Linked DNA regions of Mus musculus: all the other regions are linked to region 1. A link is a contact called in public Hi-C and promoter capture Hi-C data. All regions are on one chromosome and are shown on one strand. The core of a region is the stretch at or near the end of the contact, and the rest is flanking DNA. Distances in the headings are between cores, read along the strand shown. Region 1 holds the start of Gins4 (GINS complex subunit 4 (Sld5 homolog)). Region 2 holds the start of 1810012K16Rik (RIKEN cDNA 1810012K16 gene). Region 3 holds the start of Smim19 (small integral membrane protein 19). Region 4 holds the start of Vdac3 (voltage-dependent anion channel 3). Region 5 holds the start of Polb (polymerase (DNA directed), beta). Region 6 holds the start of Ikbkb (inhibitor of kappaB kinase beta).

Region 1 (2,982 bases), core at 351-2,850:
CTCTTCCTGCTCTCTCTTCTTTGGCGTTCCCTGAGCCTTGGTTGTAGGGGCTATGTTGTAGAGGTATCCACTGGAGGTGGGTACCCATGGTCAACTGTCCTCTAAAGAACACTCAATAGTATACGCCATGAATGTCCCAGAACTTATAGGGCAACACAGTGCATGCTTTTACTGCCAGCACACAGAGGGCAGAGGCAGGTGAACTCTGAGAGTTCAAGACCGGCCAGTGATGCATAGTGAGGCCCTATCTCAAAAACAAACTTAAAACAAACAAACAAAAAGCAAAAACAAAACCTAAAAAACCCCAAGCATGTTCAGAATTCCTAAACTACCCGAGGTTCATGAGAAGATATTATTGAAGGAGGAGGAGGAGGAGGAGGAGGAGGAAAAGAAGGAGGAGGGGAAGAAGAAGAAGAAGAAGAAGAAGAAGGAGAAGGAGAAGGAGAAGGAGAAAGAAGGAGAAGGAGAAGAAGAAGAAGAAGACGACGACGACAACAACAACTATGCAAGAAATAATCACTGCTATTATGACCAAAAGGGATGGCAATTTCTTGTTAGAGCAGATATCTTCCAATGGGGGAGGAAACAGAGGAAGAGACTACTATAGAGAAATGGCATGCTTCTCTACAGATCACACACATCTTTACGTCCTCAAAATAGCACAGCAGAGCATTGCTTTGTGAAACATTCTACTACATGTGTCCAAAGCCTACTTTTACTAGCCATCCTTGAAGACTGACAAGATGAGACTCCTAAAGAAGGCCCTGCTTTCTGGCTTCCTATTTTTATGCAGATGTTACAAACACTGCTCTTTGGAAACAAATCTTCTGTTTCCTTATTTTCTGAGCCGTGGTACTGCACACCTGGAGTAAGTTAAGAGCTAAGAACACGGGACATATTTGGGGTGCTTACCTGCTCCAGCTTTTCAATGAGCTCTGCAGGAGTTAGGACCATCTCCTCACTACCCCCATCAGAGTCCTGTCCGTGGAGATCCAGAACCTCCGTCATCGTTTCTCAACCGGGAACCTACACCTGAAAAATAAACCAACACCCTGAAAAGCTTCTCCCACTTACTTGCAAGAAAAGGCATTTAGGGACAAGTTTATTGGGGCTGAAGGGGGTGCACTGGCCAGGGATGGCGAAATCAGAGACTGATTTTTCAGTGTTGGGTTTAGTCCCTTGGTCGGTTTCTCTCCTAATCTTTCCCGCTGCATGGGCCTGGACCTGGGCAGATACCACACTAAACCGCAATGCTCCTTGTCGTCGCCAGGAGCAGCGTTTTGCCTCAGTGGCCCAGGAGCCCATTCGGTTCAAATGAGAAAAGTGCATCGTGTCAAGTGCTCGGCACATCGCGTCCTCAGCTGCAACTGACCCGGGGTCGCTTGGACACTCCAGCGCTCACCTCGCAGTTGGCACTCAAAGCGGCTACACGGCTCAGGGATCCCTCTTCCCTTCTCTCCTAGCCGGCACGCTCGGGGGACACCACGGACTGAGGCTCCCCGAGCGGTGGGCGCCGGAGATCGCGCGGAAAGCCCGCGGCCCACAGACCCGACCAGCAGCGGTACAGCTCCCGCGCTCCTTTCCCCAAACACAGCGTCGACAGGAAAACGTCTCCGCGCTGCGGGAGCACTAACCAATCAGGCCCAGGGGAAAGCGGACACACGCCCCTTGGCCCCGCCTACCCCGGGGCGGGCTCTTGCCGAGCTATAGAACATACTTCCGGAAGGCGGGGAAGGAGGCCGGGAGTGAAGTGCCGGGTGGCACCGTCTCGGGACGGCCACGTGGGGGCGTTCGGCTCACAGTAAGGAAACCAGGCAGCGCCGTCTTGTGGCGAATCGGTACAGGGCCCAGTTCCTTCCTTCCTTTAACATTTACTGTGTGTGGGTTGGTTCCATTGCCAAACCTGTTCACAGATTCATATATGTGTGTTGAAACTACATTTAAGAGACTCACTCCATTGTCCTTCCTTTACATTTTTTTTTTGCGCAGAGTTGTTCTCTAATGTTATTTGAGTTGTTCTTTTTGGTGATGAAAGAATGCCTACTGACTTTCTAGGATTCTACCTTTTTAGTGAGTGTGAATGCAATATACGCATGTGGTACATGCTCAGGTCACGATCGCATAGCAAGTGCTGTTACCCACTGAGCCCCCTTAAGATTATTTTTATAGATATATTTCCTTATTTTCATGTATGTTAGTATGTGTGCTTGCACATGAGTGTGGTGCCAGCTGAGGACAGAAGAATGCACTGGATCCTGATGGAGCTCATAACATGTGGTTATGAGCTGTTCCACATGGGTACCGACAACCAAACTCCAGTCCTCTGGTTTAGAGCAAGTGCTCTAAACCAATGAGCTATCTATCTCTCCAGCCCCTAGCCCCTTATATTTTTTAAGTGCCAAACTTCCTAATTAGCTTCAGAGATGGAATCAGATTGCAAATTTTTATAGTTTTATATACCTATAAATTATGCATCCTGACATATTACTACTTGAAAGAGTAAGAAATAACAGAGGATTGAGCCGGGTGTGGTGGCACAGGCCTCTAAGCCCAGCACTTGGGAGGCAGAGGCAGGTGGATTTCTGAGTTTGAGGCCAGCCTGGTCTACAGAGTGAGTTCCAGGACAGCCAAGGCTACACAGAGAAACCCTATCTCGAAAAACAAAAACAAAACCACAACAACAACAAAAAGAAATAACAGGACTAATAGAAAGTTATGGAAATTTGAATTTGTGGTAGCCTAAAGATTCTTGGTATTATACCTATTTTTTAAATTAAAATGATTTGTATAGATGGGAGCGGGGGAATGTGGTGCAGTGGTACAGTACAATCTTAGCATTTAACCTGGGTCCAGTCCCCAGCAACTAAGTAAAACAAAATCTCTTTCTACAGTTTATCACTGACGTACAAAAAATTTTCATTATTTATTTTTATTTGATACAGGGCCTCATCATGTAACTCTGACGAACCTGGAACTTGTTAT
Region 2 (2,982 bases), core at 282-2,781, 840 kb before region 1:
CCAACCCTTTCACATACACCAAATGAAAACATTTCAAGTCCTAGAGAAATAATATGTGCAGAATTAACCTTTAATCCCCCCCCCCCCTCCAAGAGCCAAAGGGACAGTAAGTTTGCTGTGAACTTGAGTCTCCTAGAAATGTTAGAAAGGCCATGAAGTCGCATCAACTTGGGGACAAGACCTACATGAGGATGAAAGCAATAGACACACTAACATGGATAAGGAAATCTCGGGGGAGGGGGTCTCAACCCTTGACAAAGAACTACAAACGAGTAAGGAAAGCTGGGAATGGGGGCATAGTCTTCCCCAGAGTACAGTCCCCAGTTGGTTATCCACCATATAGAGACAAGTAGCATTATATGTCCTGAGAAAAAGAGGCCATGAATTTGAAAGGGGGTAGGGGATATGGTTACACCGAAGGGGTTAGGCGTAGAAAAGGGAAGGGAGGAAATGATGTTAATTACAATTTTAAAAAGATATATTTTTTTAAGTGCTTTCCCGTGCTGGGAATTAAACCTAACTTCCTGCATACCAGGAAAGTACTCTTAACACTTAGCCCCCTTCTCAGGGGTATCTGTCAAATTATAGAAGACAGAAACGCTACTAACAGATGAACCCAGAAAGAATGCACAAGGACCTGAGTATCACCTGTGGCTTGGGGGATATGCAGGACCTGCAAAAACCAGACCGGTCTGCGCGGATTTAAACTAATTTAGGAGCCTGCTGTACCATTTGGAGTAGAAACCCCGAATCCTTTGAGCGTCTCACCCTCTTCCTTCAAACTACCCAGCAGTCCCAGAAACAACGCCGCCGACACAACCACTGGTTCCTAGGGTGCCAGAAAGAACTTCCCGGGTGCTCAGCGCAGGTGAGGCTGCCTTTCGCTAAGGAGGGACCCGTCTGGAGCTGCAGCTGGAGCTGCAGCTGGGCTGCAGAAGGCCGCCTGCCTGCCACCACCATCAATCGAACCCCTCGGGCCCAGCCCGGGACAACCGGGGTGCCAACTACTGCCGCAGCTGCGGAGCGCTTCACCCGGCCTGACCCGGATTCTGCTCTGCTCCGCGCAGCGCGCGCACACTGGCCACCGCGCCCGCCCGCCCGAACCTCCGCGTCTCCCGGGACCCCGCAGCGAGCCCGGTGCGCGCGCCCGGAGCCGCGGCACGTGTGCGGCAGGGCGGGGACTGTCAGCCGCGTTCCCCAGCCGGGCCGGTCGCCCACTCGCTCGCTCCCGCCCGCTCCCGCAGCCTCACCGCCGCGCCTGGCTGTGTCCGGCTCGCCCTCTGCCGCCCGCGCGCTCCGCTGGCGGCCGCGGGCCCCCGGGCAATTTTTAAGGTCGCCCTGTGGGTCCGGCCCTCGGGCCCTCCCTCCTGAGACCCCCTCCACCAGCCCTCCCTCCGGAGGCCACGCCCTCCTGAGGGCCCGCCCTCTCGAAGTCCCGCCCTACCGGCCCTCCCCCACGCGAGGCCCCCTCCGCCCCTCCCTCCCGAAGGCTGGCCAAGGAAACGGAAATCTGCTCTCCTCGCTGACTGCCGAGCTGGCAGCCTCCGGGAGGACTCACCTTGAGGTCTCCCAGCGTTATCCAGCCCCAGGAGGCTGTGGCTTTAACAGTAAATGGAAAGTACTAGAATGGTAGTGGTGAACTATAAGTTCCCTTATGGGCAGCTTTTTAAATCATCTGTTTATTTGTCTACAGACAGGGTCTCGCATAGCCCAGGCTTAACTTGCTATATGGCTGAGGGTGGTCAGGAACTTCCTGATCTTCCTACCTCCCCCTTCCAAGAGAAGGAATTTCAGGTTTGTTCCACCAGGCTTGGATTTGTGAGGTGGCTGGGATGAAACGTGGGGCTTCCTGCATGCTAGGCAAGCGCTCTGCCAACAGAGCTACATCCCTAGGTTTTAGTTGCTTGTCTGATTGTCTATTTTGTGTCGCTTTAGGTTTCATTCTTTCTCCCCTAAGGAAATCCATTCCCAGGAACATTATGGAAAAGACAACAATATAAGCTGCCGCTGCAGGTTTTATAGTTCCCAGCGATATATTCCTGAGGCTTTAATTAGAAGCTCAAAGTGACGCTGGAGTGAGGGCGCAGAGGTAAAGAACCTTTGATACTTATCAACTTGACTCAGCCTAGAATCAGTAGAGGGATTGCCTAAATCCAGTCAGTCTGAGGATGGAAAGGTCCGTAGCAGCAATGTCTTGATCAGTAATTGATGCTGGAGAGCCCAGCCCACTATGGGTGGTGTCATTCCTCTGGCAGGAAGTCCTGGATTGGAGGGGGGAAAAAAGCATCGTCCAGAGATCAACCAAGAAAGTGAGTCGGTAATCTGTATTCCTACATGGCTTCTGCCTTGACTTCCTGCCTTCCGTCAATCTGGAAGAGAATGCCAAATAAACCTTTTCCAAGCTGCAGTTTAGGCAACAGTGTTTCATTGCTGCAACAGAACGAAACTAAAATTCAGTTCTTAGCCCACATCTGGTAGCGCCCAAGTCCAGCGCTGGTGTGTATCCAGCTCCCCCGTCTGGCTTCTGTAAGCATCTGCAGGTTCCTTCAGGGGTACACACACACACACACACACACACACACACACACTACACATAAATAAAATAAATCTTTAAAAAAGAATCATAAAATCAAAAGGAGCAGGGAATACTTAAGAAAACTGTGGTTCACAGGAGTGATAAAACTATCTTTAACTCTAGCCCTATTCAATTGGAAGAGTCTCAGGGTCATGTGACCCCTACACCACCAGCTTCCCACTCCGCTTCAGCCTCCCTATGAGCCTTTTCACGTTTTTAAAGATTCCTTTAATTCTGAAATTGATGTGTATGTATGAAAACATGCATGCTGGCACCTGTGGAGGCTGCAAGGCAAAGTTGTCCCTTGAACAACAAGAGGTACCAGTGGTGAGCCGTCTTCCTTGTGTGCTTCCTTTATAGTGATGTGTTTGTGTGTCAAGTTGAGGGGGGAGTGTCAATTGTACTGG
Region 3 (2,982 bases), core at 158-2,657, 760 kb before region 1:
CTGCTCCACAGGTCCTGGGTGGATGAGTTTCCTTAGACCCACAGTTTAAAGGGTCTGCACTGAAGCTAGGCCTCTCCTGCTAGTCCTGACACCATCAAGGCCACGCTTTGGAAGAGTCAGGAATGGAGAGTTCAGAGTCCACAGTGCAGACATGGAGGTACTTTAACCACGCCTCCCACGCACTTTGTGTAACCTAACCAAGTGTGAGGATATGCGCCTTTCCCCTTCAGTCTAAAGTAAAATGTCCAGGGGTTGGTTCATTTCAGGCAAGTTAATGCTCTAGTAGATTGATGCTGAGAGTGACATTCTGGGCTCTTATGGGAAAACTGACATCTTCCCTCAGCTGTCCGGTGATGTAATGTTTAAACTATTATTGCATTAGAAAGATGCTAGCTAGATGGAGCTGATTTAAGCTGCAGGTTAAACACGCATATTAAGAGATCATGACATCAAAAAACGCATCCATCGGGATTTAGTTTAAGGCTGACCTCCTTTTGGGTGACAAAATCCTTTTCAGGTAATCATGAGACATTATCCTAAGTTTTAAAGTTTGTCCACTCCGTTCTAGAACCTGCCACCTCGCTTGGAATGCTATTTTCTGCCTCTCACGTGGGACTTTTGTTACTCTCTCACGGAAATTCAGACTACACATAATTTCTAACAACGGAACCCAAACACCATGAGGGGAAGATTCATTCTCCTGACTCTCTGAAGCACTGCGACGTTTGAGGTCCTAAAACAGACGGGAACAAGGTCACAGGCTTTCACCCCATCCTAGAGGACGGAGCATAGCTGAGGCCTGTGGACTGCGCAGTACACGTTCGAGTAATTTTTTTTTTCTTTTTGCACCCATCCTGCTTTGACGCACTGCAACTCAATAACAGGTGACAGTGGTGGCTCTGAGATCCCAAGGCCACAGGGACCCGGGGAACGGGAGGCGCAGAGGTGGCACACAGATCTGACGCCCAAACCTGGCCTCCTCCAGCCGCCGCCCCCCTCCCCCGAGCCTGTGCAATCTGTTCCAGGTGACATACAGGACAGTCCTCCCGCGACGGGACGCCGCACGCTCCCGCCGGCGTCTCTGCGGGCTCCGGGGACCCTAGGCACGCTGCAGCCGCCCCGCTCACTCCGCCCGCAGAGACACCCAGGTCGGGATCTGACCCGCAGCAGCTCGCAGCCCGCGGCTGGGCCCGGACTGGACGGGACGGGGCGGGGCCGGGACGGGGGCGGGGCGGTGACGCAGCCGCGCGCGGGCGGGCGAGCGAGCGGGAGAGCGGGCGGGCGGGCGCTCGGCGGCTGCTGAGGTGCGGAGGCCGCCGCGCCGAGCCGCTCCGCTCCGCTCGGGCTGTTCCGGGAGTCGGGCGGGGAGCGCGGGCCGAGACCCAGCGGACCGGACGACCTCGCCTTCGTCACTTCCTGCCGGCCCGCGGTTTCCGGAGGGAACGAGAAGCCAGGTTTTGTTATTGGTTTTTCTTCCTTCCCTCTGTGCGGGATCGGAGCCCGACGCCGCGGCGGCACCGCGTGCCGCGTGTGGCGGGAGCCGAGCGCAGCGCGGTGCAGCGCGGCGGTGCGTCTCTCCGCGCGCCGCGGCCCGGGTCGGCGCGGGCGGGAAGCGGCGGGCTCAGGCCGGAGGGCGCCGAGGCTCCTCCGCGGTGGGGCGGTCTCGGGGTGTCTGCGCGTGCTCCCGGGACGAAGCTGGCTGGCTGGGTTCTCGGTCTCCTCATCTTCCCGGCTGTGAGGCCGAGGCGACTGCTCTCTCGCATCTTTGCTTGAATGGCTAGGGTGTTTTTAAAAGAAAAAGAACAAAAAAGAAAAACACCATTTGCGTGGGGGGACTTGAATAAGGTTACGTTTTCCAGGGTGAGGCAGGTGGTGATCGTTAATGAGTGAGTGCAGTTTCGCCATTAAACCGATCAGTCGGTCCCCCCAGGTTAGTGCGGCCATGCAAATAAAGCGGCCCATTGTCCACGTGCTTAAGGGCTTAGCAATTCCAGCAGGGCAAGTTCTCCGGGATCATCTGACTTCTTGTTACCATTCTTGCTCGCAGTGTAGCGGTTCTCTTGAGTTGGCGTGCAGAGATAAGAGCAAATAATTAGACTGTAACTTTTCACAAGTTGTCTTGCCTATTACAAACTCACCTTCCCTTAGGATCAGTAACATGTTTTTGTAGTATCAGTGTATGTGCGTTTACGTATATTATACACACAATCATTTATATAATTTTTAAACCATTTAGTTTGAGTTTAAAGTTAGAGAATTAGAAAGAGTAGTACACGTGGTGTTTGCTGCCTGTTTGCCGGGACAGTGCCAGATGTTCATAGATGTTTTATATCAGTTCATTCTCAAGGGGAACTTCTTACATAGGCGTAGATTGTTCAGTTTCTCAATACTTAAGTTTGATTAGCTCGCACCACTATGTAGAACGTTGGCTTTAAATAGTTGTTTCTCTTCTGAAAATAAGGGTGCTGATCACAGAATAACTTAGCAAATTAGTGTGGCTTTAGAAAGAAGTTCATAGAAGTGTGTTTAGTCCATTTGGGTGTATAAGAGTTTTAAAAGCCTTGTGGCTCTTTTCTTACTCCTAAGTGCCCATTATATAACATGGTCAGAAGTTGATCTAGATAGGGTGGGCACCAGGCAAAGGTACAGAGCCGTTACTCAAATTTGGGGTCCTTTGTATTTCTTACTACACTTCCTAACTGAAGGCAAACAAACATGTGAAATGATTTTTTTAACACCAAACTAAGAAAATTAAACAAAAACAAGCTGTAGGCTGTTAGATTTTTTTATTTTGCTTGACTGCCCCCCCCCCCTTTTCTCTTTTAGGTAGGGTCTCACTGTGTATCTCTGACTGGCCTGGATTTATGTAGATCAGGATATATCTCTGAACTCAAGAGACCTGCCTGCCTCTGCTTCCTGAGTGCTGGGATCAAAAGTGTCCCCTCCTACACTCAGCTAGGAGTTTTGGGGTTTCGCTGAGCA
Region 4 (2,982 bases), core at 144-2,643, 640 kb before region 1:
GCATGAGGAACTGCATATGAGGACCCACACAGCACTGGGGTAGGGAAAGTGCGGAGACAGGAAGACTTCTCAGTTCAGTGAGGAGACCTATACCCAACATCAACCACTGGACTCCACATGCATACGGATGTGCACACAAACGTGTACATACACCACATAAACAAGTTCACACACACACCCAAAATTTATAGAGAAATGGGGATGGCGTATGGGTAAAGCACTTATCTTACATAGAAGAGGATCTATAATTGATGCCACGGGTTTTATCCAAGGCATCAATCAAAAGGAAAAGTTAAGGAGTCAAGGCAAATGAGTGGTATTGATGTTCTACATCAATCTATAATAAAATTCTGCTCTATGTTACAGAGTTTGGAGTCCACTAGCAGGGTAATTTTACAGTCCCGGTAGTAATGTAAATCTTTTGCCATCATTCTAGGAGGGAGGAAACACAGGTCTTACGTATTCAGACAGAAACGTTTATACAGTTTTAGGTTTTCATACTGATCAGGGAGAAAATAAACCAAGGTGGTCGAAATGTCTAAGTGCTATTTACAAGCTGCGTTTAGCGTTTTTGATCCACTGTTTCTCAAAAATCATCACTTTGCAAAAGTCAAGTGGATAACTGAAGTCGTTCATGCCCAAACTGTCCCTTACTCGGACCCATGATTCTAATGGGAAATGCACTGCTGGTATGATCAAGCAAAAAAATCGAGAAAACCCGGACTCCATGTTACTCGAGAGTCAAGCTACAACCTCACAATCATCTTAGCGCTACAAGACAGCTATGCACCATGCCCTGAGGCTGCATTAGAGCCTGAGAGGACGACAAAAGGCACTAACTAGAGGAGACAGCTTCTCTTTTGTTCCTTGTTTCTGCTTTTTAAGATGCATGAAGAGCATCCACCCTTCGGCCGTCGGGAGTGCAAGACACGCCTGACAAGTGCTGGACACACCAGACAGCGGGGTGAGGACAGGGTCGGGTGTAGGTTTGGGGTTCCGGGACTCGTCCTCTCTAGAAACCGCCCGCCTTCCAGCCTGGCCCCGGGCAGACCGCCAGTGCGCACGCCGGGTGCGGCGGAAGGTCGCGGCCGGCCCAGGGCGGCGACTCCCGCCCTCAGGCGACCAACAGGGTCCGGGCAGCGGAGTCTCCCCTGCCTCGCCTCGCCCTAGGTCGGCGCCCCTCAGCTCCTCCTCCGTGGCCTCGGCCGGCTCCTCAGGCCCGCCGGCCATCCGCCCACCCGGCCCGCGGCAGCGGTCGCCTCACCTACAACCCGAGGGTGGGCCCGTCCCGCTCCACCAAGGCAACGCTGAAGGTCTTCTCGAACCAACGCCGTCTGCGCCTGCGCGACCTCGCTCCCCCGCCGCGCCTGTGCGCCTGCGCGCCCGTCGTCCCCCAGCGCGAGTGCGCGCGGCGCGGCGCCGCGCCTCAGACCAGACGTGCAAGGGGCCCCGCGGCGGGCGCCTAGGCCAACTGTCCGGCTGCGCGTGCGCGGGCGAGTGCGCGGGCGCAGTGGGGGCCCTGCTGGCGGGTGACCGGCGCGGGGTGGTGTGGAAATGGCCGAAAGGCCTTTGAGGACCTTTGCTGGGCCGGGAGGCGCGGCTCTCGCGAGAATGTGCCAAAGCCGTAGCTACTGTCCCCTGAAGGGGCGCGGGCGGGCAGGGCGCCAGCAGAGACCCAGGGCGGGCTCTGCGGACGCGAGCTGCCAGCCAGAGTGTCGCTCCCAGACCCTGCCACCCTCTCTATGGTGGATGACTTGCAGGTCTTTATGGGAACTTCGTCCCAGGTCAACTGTAATTTTAAAATGTGAGTCTTCTCAGTTGGAACGATGAGAGAAAACCCAGGCCCTAGAGGTTAGGCGACTGCGGGCTTCTAGAGCATGCAAGTTAATTCAAGAGAGAGAGAGGATGGAGAGAGAGCTCTTCTTAGAAGAGAAATCAATGTCGCAGGAATTGTGCAAGGAACACACCACTGCTTTAGAGCCACCTTAGTGACAACCGATTCCCCAGCAAACGGTTAAGGAGATCCCGATGGTTCCCAGGACTCACTCACTCCGCGGATTATTTACTGAAGAGGAAAGGACCTTCACAGCCAGAAAATCGCCTTCACCAAGTGACTAAAGCTAACTTCAGGTGCCCTGTCATTCACAGAAAGGGACACAAGTCGATATTCTTATATTCTTGGTTGTGAACCTAGCCTTTAACGGCTGAGCCATCTCTCCAGCCCACGAGTCAGTATTCTTAACAAAGCATGTAATTTGTCTATGGGCGAGAAAGCAAATCCAAATTAAGGGACGTTCTGCGAAGCAACTGCTCAATCTTCAATGTCATGAAAGATGAAGAAAAGGGTTTAAGAACAAAAAGATGTAATGCTAAAGTGTTTTTGTGAGTCTCAGTTGGACTGTGGATAAAACAAAAGGGCTATTGAACACAACCAAGCAACTGAGGAGATTTGAGTAAACTACACTAGTACACTAGTACTAGAGCAACGTAGAATCTGAGGGTACTGTGCCTTGGTTATGTACAAATGGCCTTTTTGGAAATATTTGTTGATGTTTCTACCGCTAACTCTTTTTATTGAAAATAATTTTTCATACACTATATCCCGGTCATGTTTCCCCACCCCCAGCTCCTCCCAGATTCCCCCAACCACCTGACTCCATGCCTTCTTTATTTCTCTCTTTAGAATACAAATAGTCAAACAAACCAGAACTTAAAAAAAGAAAAATAATAAAGAGGAAGTACGAGGAGAGTAGACACATAAACACAGAGTCCATAACATACACACAAAACACAAGTAAAACAAAACAAAAGGCCCAAAGTCAGAATCATTGAGTTCATTTTGTGTTGTCCCTCTATGGCTGGGCATGGAGACTCCATTGAAGAAAACCATTTTGTTTTCTTTGCAAGTGGATGCCAATTAGAGATAGTTTCCTGTTACGGATGGAAGCTTGTGTCCACTTGGAAGCACCACCTGACTTGACC
Region 5 (2,982 bases), core at 343-2,842, 580 kb before region 1:
TAGCCTTCACATACCCACAGCAAATGTAGCCTTCACCTCTCATCAAGAAAACTGCTCTTTGCAACAGAGACCACTATAGAAAAGCACAACCAATCAAAATGCAGAGTTATGGAGCCAAGTTAAATGGATACATCTATAAAATAACTCCTAAGCCTAAGGCCCAGGGAACACTGTGGAGAGGGAATGGGAAGACTGTGAGAGTCAGAGCATCAGGGAAATGGCGGGAAGGCTGTGTTGCCCAGTAATGTCAGAAGCTATGCTCATAAGGTCTTACTAACATGACTGCCCAGACATGAGCTGAACAAGGAAGAATGTGACAGACACACCACAGTGGTCAGGACCTCAACCCTACACAAAGAACTACAGGAAACAGTCTTTCCTAACACATCAGTTGGTTATCCCTGAAAATATACAAGTAGCATTACACAGTTGGAACAGATTGTATTTATGTATTTAGGAAAATGTGTGTGTGTATGTATGTGTATCGAAATATGTGTGTATATATATGTGCACATATATATATATAATGAAAAAAGGAGGTTATGAATTTGAGAGATCATAGAGGGTTATATATGGAAGTGTTTGGAGAGAGGAAAAGGGGAAATGATGTAATTATAATCCCCCAAATAATCATATAATAATAATAATAATAATAATAATAATAATAATAATTCGACTTCAAATGAGGAAATCCAGGCATGGAACAGACTATAGGAGAACACTAACTGTAAGGCTGTAAGGGCTAGCTTGGGGAAAGCAAGGATAGTTTACTTTTACTGTTAGAAGCTGAGGGGCTTTGGGATGCTTATAGGTTAAGTAGCTGACTGTGGGAAGAGCGGCCAGGAGAAGGTGCCCGCTGAGGTTTGTAGTGATAGGCAGGCAACTGGTTTTCAGGAAGGTGACAGCCCATCCAGAAGGAAAGGCGATTTCCTGAACTACATCTATTTCACAGTTCAGATCTCGTCTACTGTTGTTTATTATGTTTTTTAAACTGTATTTCCAGTCAATTCAAGATTAATGGTGGGAATATATGCATCAGACACCTATTTTCAGTCGGAACTGTACAGTCTCCTGAATTAACCCTATAACGCCCTGCCAAAACCCTGTATAGGTTAAATAAAGTGCCACTCAGCTTTGAACCACTGGGCACCGGCTTTCCATCCCTGCTAAGTGACAGCAAACTAGGATGTCCTGGAACGCCGGCTAACAACGTACCTGTACGCATTGTACTTGTGGATCGCCTGGCTCACGTTCTTCTCAAAGTTTGCGAGTTCTGAAAAGACAACAAAGGGCTCGAGGACACAAGTACACACACCCCCGCGAACGCGGGTCCCGGGATGGAGGTGTGGGCGGGTTCCTCCACCGGCGGCCGCGACGGACGCAGCCGGGGCGCTGCGACCCGCGGGGGGGGGGGTGGGAGAAGCGAGGCCCGGCTGAGCAGAGGAGCCGGAGGGCGGCCCGGGACTCACCCACGAGCATGTCCGTGATGCCGCCGTTGAGGGTCTCCTGCGGCGCCTTGCGTTTGCTCATGGCGCCGGGGACCCACACCTGGGTCTTACCGGTGGAACAATGGCGGCGCCTGACAGGGCGCAGCGCGGTGACGTCACGCGCCAGGCTACGGGGCGGGGCTAGCGGGTGCGGGTGCGGGGAATCTCTGGGCGGAGGGGAGCTAGGAGGTCAGGTTTACCTCCTGGTGAGTTAGCCTGAGAGATCAAATCTGCTCTCCTGGTCTGAGAATAGTCTGATTTAGAGCCCGAGATGCAGACGGAGGTGGACGTTGGCTGCTGTGGACAGTAGCTATGGAACACACGGCCTGTACTGTTTGTGAGGCGTGCCGGCGCGGGTTCTGCTGTCAGAATCCAAGAGCTGCTCTGTGCTTCTGGACACCATGTAAAACATGGAATGAAATATGCCAACCGTCGGCTAAAGACGTGTTCTGGCTTTGTTTGTTCGTTTGTTTGTTTCGGTATCCATGCCTCTTGTGGGAGAAGCTAAAGCTAGGAAAAGACCCCAAGAAAGAAGTGTCTGACTTAACTAAACAGCAATGGAACACTCATATTCTATATGTGATCCCCTTACAATGTCCTTGAATTGAAATATAGCGCTTGTGCCATTTATAAGTGTTCCTCATGGGGGTCCATATTAACTGCAAACACAGCAATTCGTTTGGGCATAAATTGTTATTAAGATACACACTAGTGTGGGTGAATCTGAAAAGAGTATAGAAGGAAAAAGGGAAGTCAATGACGGGCTTGTCATCCAACTTAGGTATTATTATTTGGGGACATACACTTTTACATTTCTACTCCACTCTTATCTTCTAAAATTTCTATTCTTGTTTCTGTTTTGTTCTGAGATAGGGTATCTATGTAGCCCAGGTTGTCCTAGAACTATGAAGAGCAGGCTGGCCTCAGACTCATAGAAATCCTCCTGCCTCAGCCTCCTGGATGCTAGGGATAGGTATGCAACACCAGGTCCAGCAATGCATTGTTGTTGTTTTAGGTGAGTGAGTTATTTTTATTAGCAAGGACAGGGCACTGCTTTCGCTACTGGATGTACAGTAGTGATAAGTCAAGTCCTGTGCGCATGTCCTTGGCAGGGGGTAATAAAGTGGCCTAAGAGCAAGTCAAGAATGAGTGATTCACTGTGAGAGGACATGCTCAGCAGGAATGGGGCCTCAGCTCCACCACAACACTGCACGGATAAACAAGGCAAGGAAATGGGGCAGCCCTCAGGAGGGGCGAGATGAGCTCTATTTAGACAGAACAGTTGGAAAACACCTCTCAGAAGGTCCCTGTGCACGGAGACATAATGAAGAGGAAGAGGGCTTGGGGGACAACTGGAGTGATCCCTGTAGAAGCAGCAAGGTCCACCCCCAAAGCTGCCACTAAAAAGTTCTGCACCATTTGGAACAAGTTCACTAGGTTGGAGATCAGAGGACTTCGGTGTGGACTGTGGTAAAGCTAGAAAAGCGAATAGCAT
Region 6 (2,982 bases), core at 174-2,673, 530 kb before region 1:
GGATCTGTCTGTCCTTCTTCCTAATGTGACCTCAGTGAATGAATCCCTTGCTTTCCACTATTAATTTGCCTATTTTAATTGGCTTATTGAGGACTCAGCTTAGGGCACAGGCCATGACCCCCAAGTTTGATAGTCACACATCACGTCTGATACTCAAGTATCCTGAGGTTAGTAAGTACTCTTTAGCGGAAACATCACAAGTACTGTGTGCTCCTGAGGCACTGTGATGAACTCATTACCCAAATCGGATAAAATAAGTCTCCCACAGTAAACAGCCGAGCTAGAGAGAGTCCTGCCAAGAATCTCAGCGTACTTACTGCCAGCCCCCTCCCCCAAATTTTTTTTGGAAGAACACAAACTTTTAACATGAGCAACGCACATCAGACACATAAGGACTAAAATAATAGGAATAAAAATTAGATCCAAAAATGAAATCAGTCCACATCACTCAGCATTATATGGCGGCACATGGAAAAGAAAGAAAGAAAGAAAGAAAGAAAGAAAGAAAGAAAGAGAGAAAGAAAGAGAAGAGAAAAACCTTGGGGTTATCAACTACCTAAAATATTTTAAATAAAGTTATTTAAAATGTTTTTTATTGCTCTCATCTTTTTAACACTGCCTGTATTCTACAACATTTATCACAATGTAATGTATTACGTGCTAGTCTAAATATTAGTAGAAATATAATTTCAAAATACTTGGAATGACAGCTTACTCCCTCATGTGTCCTTCTAAGTGGCATGGTTATTAAGGTTTTTTAAAAAGAGTCAGTTTAGCAGCTCACAGATCCCCTTTGCAGTCCTTTTTCTTACGCTCCCATTGGACAACGCCAAGGTTAGGCAGGGATCCACCCATTCACACCGGGCCAGGTCAGAAGAGGCGCCAAGAAAGCTCACCCACCTTCCTGGTGCCAGAGCCCTACCTGATTGTGCCACCGGATGACGTTTCCAAATCCCCCGGTCCCCAGGCGTTCTTTCATTTCCCAGGCTCCACATGTCTGGGTTGGGAGGGACGGTGACCAGCTCATATCGATGCCCTGCTAACTCTAGAAGCAAGCAGGGAGAGAGGACAAGTTGAGAGTAAGAAGAACACTGGAGCTCAAGAAGCAACTGGGAGCAGCAGTGGCTGCTGCCCTGCAAGGGGAGGCTAGGACACCGGTGTAGTTAACAAATAAAAGTTGCGGCGGCCGGGCCCACCGGTGGGTCCGCTCAGCATCGGGCGCGGCGCAGCCACGGACCCCGGGGAGAGGCGGAGCGCACACCCGGGTGAGCCGGTCCACGCGCCGCGAGCCGCCCTCGCGTGGGACTCACCTGCCCCGGGGGCCGCGGGGCCGCCAGCGACACCCGCTGAGGACATGAAAACTCGGGGTCCCCACGCAGCCAGCCCAGCGCCACTTCCTCAAACACTTCCTGCCCTGACGTCACGGGTACTAGACGGCTCTTAAAGGGGACGCGCGAGCCACTGGCTCTCGGAGACGCAGCCACAGCCAGCCAAGGTGCTGGACCTGGCGGCGCAGGACCTGGCGGCTTGGAGAGCTCTTCTTCACCCTGGCACTTTTTAGGCTGAGCTTGATCCGACTGGCTAGGCAGTTAATAAGGGGAGAATCTGCCGAGCCCCGACTAGTGCTGACTTAGAGGCTGTCCTAAGAATTGCCTCCCTGTCCTCCCACCGCTCCTGGTTCAGTATTAAGAATAATCAACCATCCTGATGCTCCTCAGAAAGTAACACACCACCATCCCCCTCAAAGAGGAAGGGAGGAGAGGGAAGAGTACAGAGACAAAACAAAAAACTAGCACTGTCTATCAAAAATGGAGTTTGAGCACTGGGAGCATAAAGAAATTACTAGTTATTAGGTCAAGAGGCTGGGTATTGTCTTCTCCACCAGGACACCCCACACGCCTACCAGCATCCACCCCTGCCTCTAACAAGCCAGGTTCAGCCGCTCACCTCCCATAGCCTAATTCACGATACAATTACCAATGGAAAGGAGAAAAAGAGGTTTATTCAATGTGACTACATTGGGGAAAGACAGCGATCTAATCTCTCTCACCCATACCTCTGCCGATCCAAGTCTAATTTTGGGGTCCTGCCATGAGGTTTGGGTTTAAGTGGAAGGCAAGTGGTATACATAACTAAGTAGTCATGCTCAATATATGTTCTGGTCCACCATCGTTGTCTAGGCTCCAGTTTCTCCTATGATGTGGCGTTTGTCAGACGGTGTGAAATCTCTGCTCCTCTGAAGGTGGCACAGTGGCTCCAGGCTTCTGACATTTACTGGCTTTTTAGATCCGAACCCAGCAGCGGACAGCGACCAGCAAGGCTAACAAAGTCTCCCTGGATTGAAAGCCAAAGATCTTTGTGGGATAACCTGGGGACTCTAAGCGTTTGAACTCAAGAATAGAGCAAATAAAGAACTTCTCACTCTTTTATTATTAAAGCAAGCAAAACATGAGATGATGTTTACAGAGAGCTTAAGCAAATACAAGAACAGCAAGTGAAAAAACACTTGGTATTATGTCTTATCATCCTTGCACCTGTGGGAAAAAGCCAAGAATATTCCTCCCAGGACCCCACCCTTCCCACAGAGAGAACGTGGACATCCCAAGCCATACCCTTCATGTCGCCCCTTTTGAGAGCATCCACTTTTTATGGGGTTTGCAATTATTTCTAGAAGGCCACTTGTGGAAGAACATTCTGCACTCTGCCCCAACCACAGCTCACGGGACAGTCACAGCTTTCTTACACGGGTTCCCACGTGGCCTCAGATGATGTTCCTGGGGGAGATTACAGTTTCTCGGGGTCTGTTATGTCGGCAGTTTAAAAGTCAGAAAGAGGAGCTCAGGAGACTCTTTAGCCTCCATTCCAGTCAGGACAACTGCAATAACCTTGTAGTTATTTCACTTCCTATTTTGAGGTAAAAGATTCCTGTACTTGACACAAATACAAGTGGAAGTGGGAATCAAGGGTACACTGTATCATCCA

What was found. Promoter capture Hi-C pulls out the DNA fragments that hold promoters and counts their contacts. Hi-C and Micro-C count contacts between places; a contact is called where the count stands out from the background. Capture Hi-C pulls out chosen DNA fragments and counts their contacts.
Region 2: a promoter capture Hi-C map of liver shows a contact between it and region 1, with 4 times the contacts expected there. The contact joins the promoter of 1810012K16Rik here to the promoter of Gins4 in region 1. A contact is called at or near these places in 4 of 39 promoter capture datasets (the 3T3-L1 cell line, the HPC-7 cell line, hematopoietic stem and progenitor cells and 1 more), 4 of 115 datasets of contacts at active chromatin or transcription factors (bone marrow-derived macrophages, large pre-B cells, pancreatic cancer cells and 1 more) and 2 of 9 other capture datasets (adipose tissue and liver).
Region 3: a promoter capture Hi-C map of liver shows a contact between it and region 1, with 3 times the contacts expected there. The contact joins the promoter of Smim19 here to the promoter of Gins4 in region 1. A contact is called at or near these places in 6 of 39 promoter capture datasets (the 3T3-L1 cell line, fetal liver, hematopoietic stem and progenitor cells and 2 more), 2 of 115 datasets of contacts at active chromatin or transcription factors (microglia and thymic regulatory T cells) and 1 of 9 other capture datasets (liver).
Region 4: a contact with region 1 is called in a promoter capture Hi-C map of pre-B cells, with 5 times the contacts expected there. The contact joins the promoter of Vdac3 here to the promoter of Gins4 in region 1. A contact is called at or near these places in 8 of 39 promoter capture datasets (the 3T3-L1 cell line, cranial neural crest, hematopoietic stem and progenitor cells and 4 more) and 2 of 115 datasets of contacts at active chromatin or transcription factors (memory CD8 T cells and pancreatic cancer cells).
Region 5: a promoter capture Hi-C map of pre-B cells shows a contact between it and region 1, with 2.5 times the contacts expected there. The contact joins the promoter of Polb here to the promoter of Gins4 in region 1. A contact is called at or near these places in 3 of 39 promoter capture datasets (the HPC-7 cell line, liver and pre-B cells).
Region 6: a Hi-C map of CD8 T cells shows a contact between it and region 1, with 3 times the contacts expected there. The contact joins the promoter of Ikbkb here to the promoter of Gins4 in region 1. A contact is called at or near these places in 3 of 39 promoter capture datasets (liver, neutrophils and pre-B cells) and 1 of 484 Hi-C or Micro-C datasets (CD8 T cells).

What each region holds. Positions count from the first base shown.
Region 1 is chr8:23,236,068-23,239,049 of GRCm38.p6, forward strand. It overlaps Gins4 (GINS complex subunit 4 (Sld5 homolog)), which reads right to left and starts at 1,601. Exons shown (of 8, transcript NM_024240.6): 1 at 1,403-1,601; 2 at 913-1,032. The coding sequence starts at 1,008. Gm39141 (a long non-coding RNA gene) reads left to right here and starts at 1,713. Exons shown (of 3, transcript XR_870246.2): 1 at 1,713-1,801.
Region 2 is chr8:22,397,190-22,400,171 of GRCm38.p6, forward strand. It overlaps 1810012K16Rik (RIKEN cDNA 1810012K16 gene), which reads left to right and starts at 1,532. Exons shown (of 3, transcript NR_045473.1): 1 at 1,532-1,794; 2 at 1,958-2,089; 3 at 2,256-2,402. It overlaps Slc25a15 (solute carrier family 25 (mitochondrial carrier ornithine transporter), member 15), which reads right to left and starts at 1,432. Exons shown (of 7, transcript NM_181325.4): 1 at 1,251-1,432.
Region 3 is chr8:22,475,472-22,478,453 of GRCm38.p6, forward strand. It overlaps Smim19 (small integral membrane protein 19), which reads right to left and starts at 1,408. Exons shown (of 4, transcript NM_001146117.1): 1 at 1,035-1,408. Slc20a2 (solute carrier family 20, member 2) reads left to right here and starts at 1,229. Exons shown (of 11, transcript NM_011394.3): 1 at 1,229-1,454.
Region 4 is chr8:22,592,420-22,595,401 of GRCm38.p6, forward strand. Vdac3 (voltage-dependent anion channel 3) reads right to left here and starts at 1,394. Exons shown (of 9, transcript NM_011696.2): 1 at 1,265-1,394.
Region 5 is chr8:22,651,845-22,654,826 of GRCm38.p6, forward strand. Polb (polymerase (DNA directed), beta) reads right to left here and starts at 1,593. Exons shown (of 14, transcript NM_011130.2): 1 at 1,470-1,593; 2 at 1,216-1,273. The coding sequence starts at 1,530.
Region 6 is chr8:22,705,160-22,708,141 of GRCm38.p6, forward strand. It overlaps Ikbkb (inhibitor of kappaB kinase beta), which reads right to left and starts at 1,424. Exons shown (of 22, transcript NM_001159774.1): 1 at 1,311-1,424; 2 at 923-1,045. The coding sequence starts at 1,027.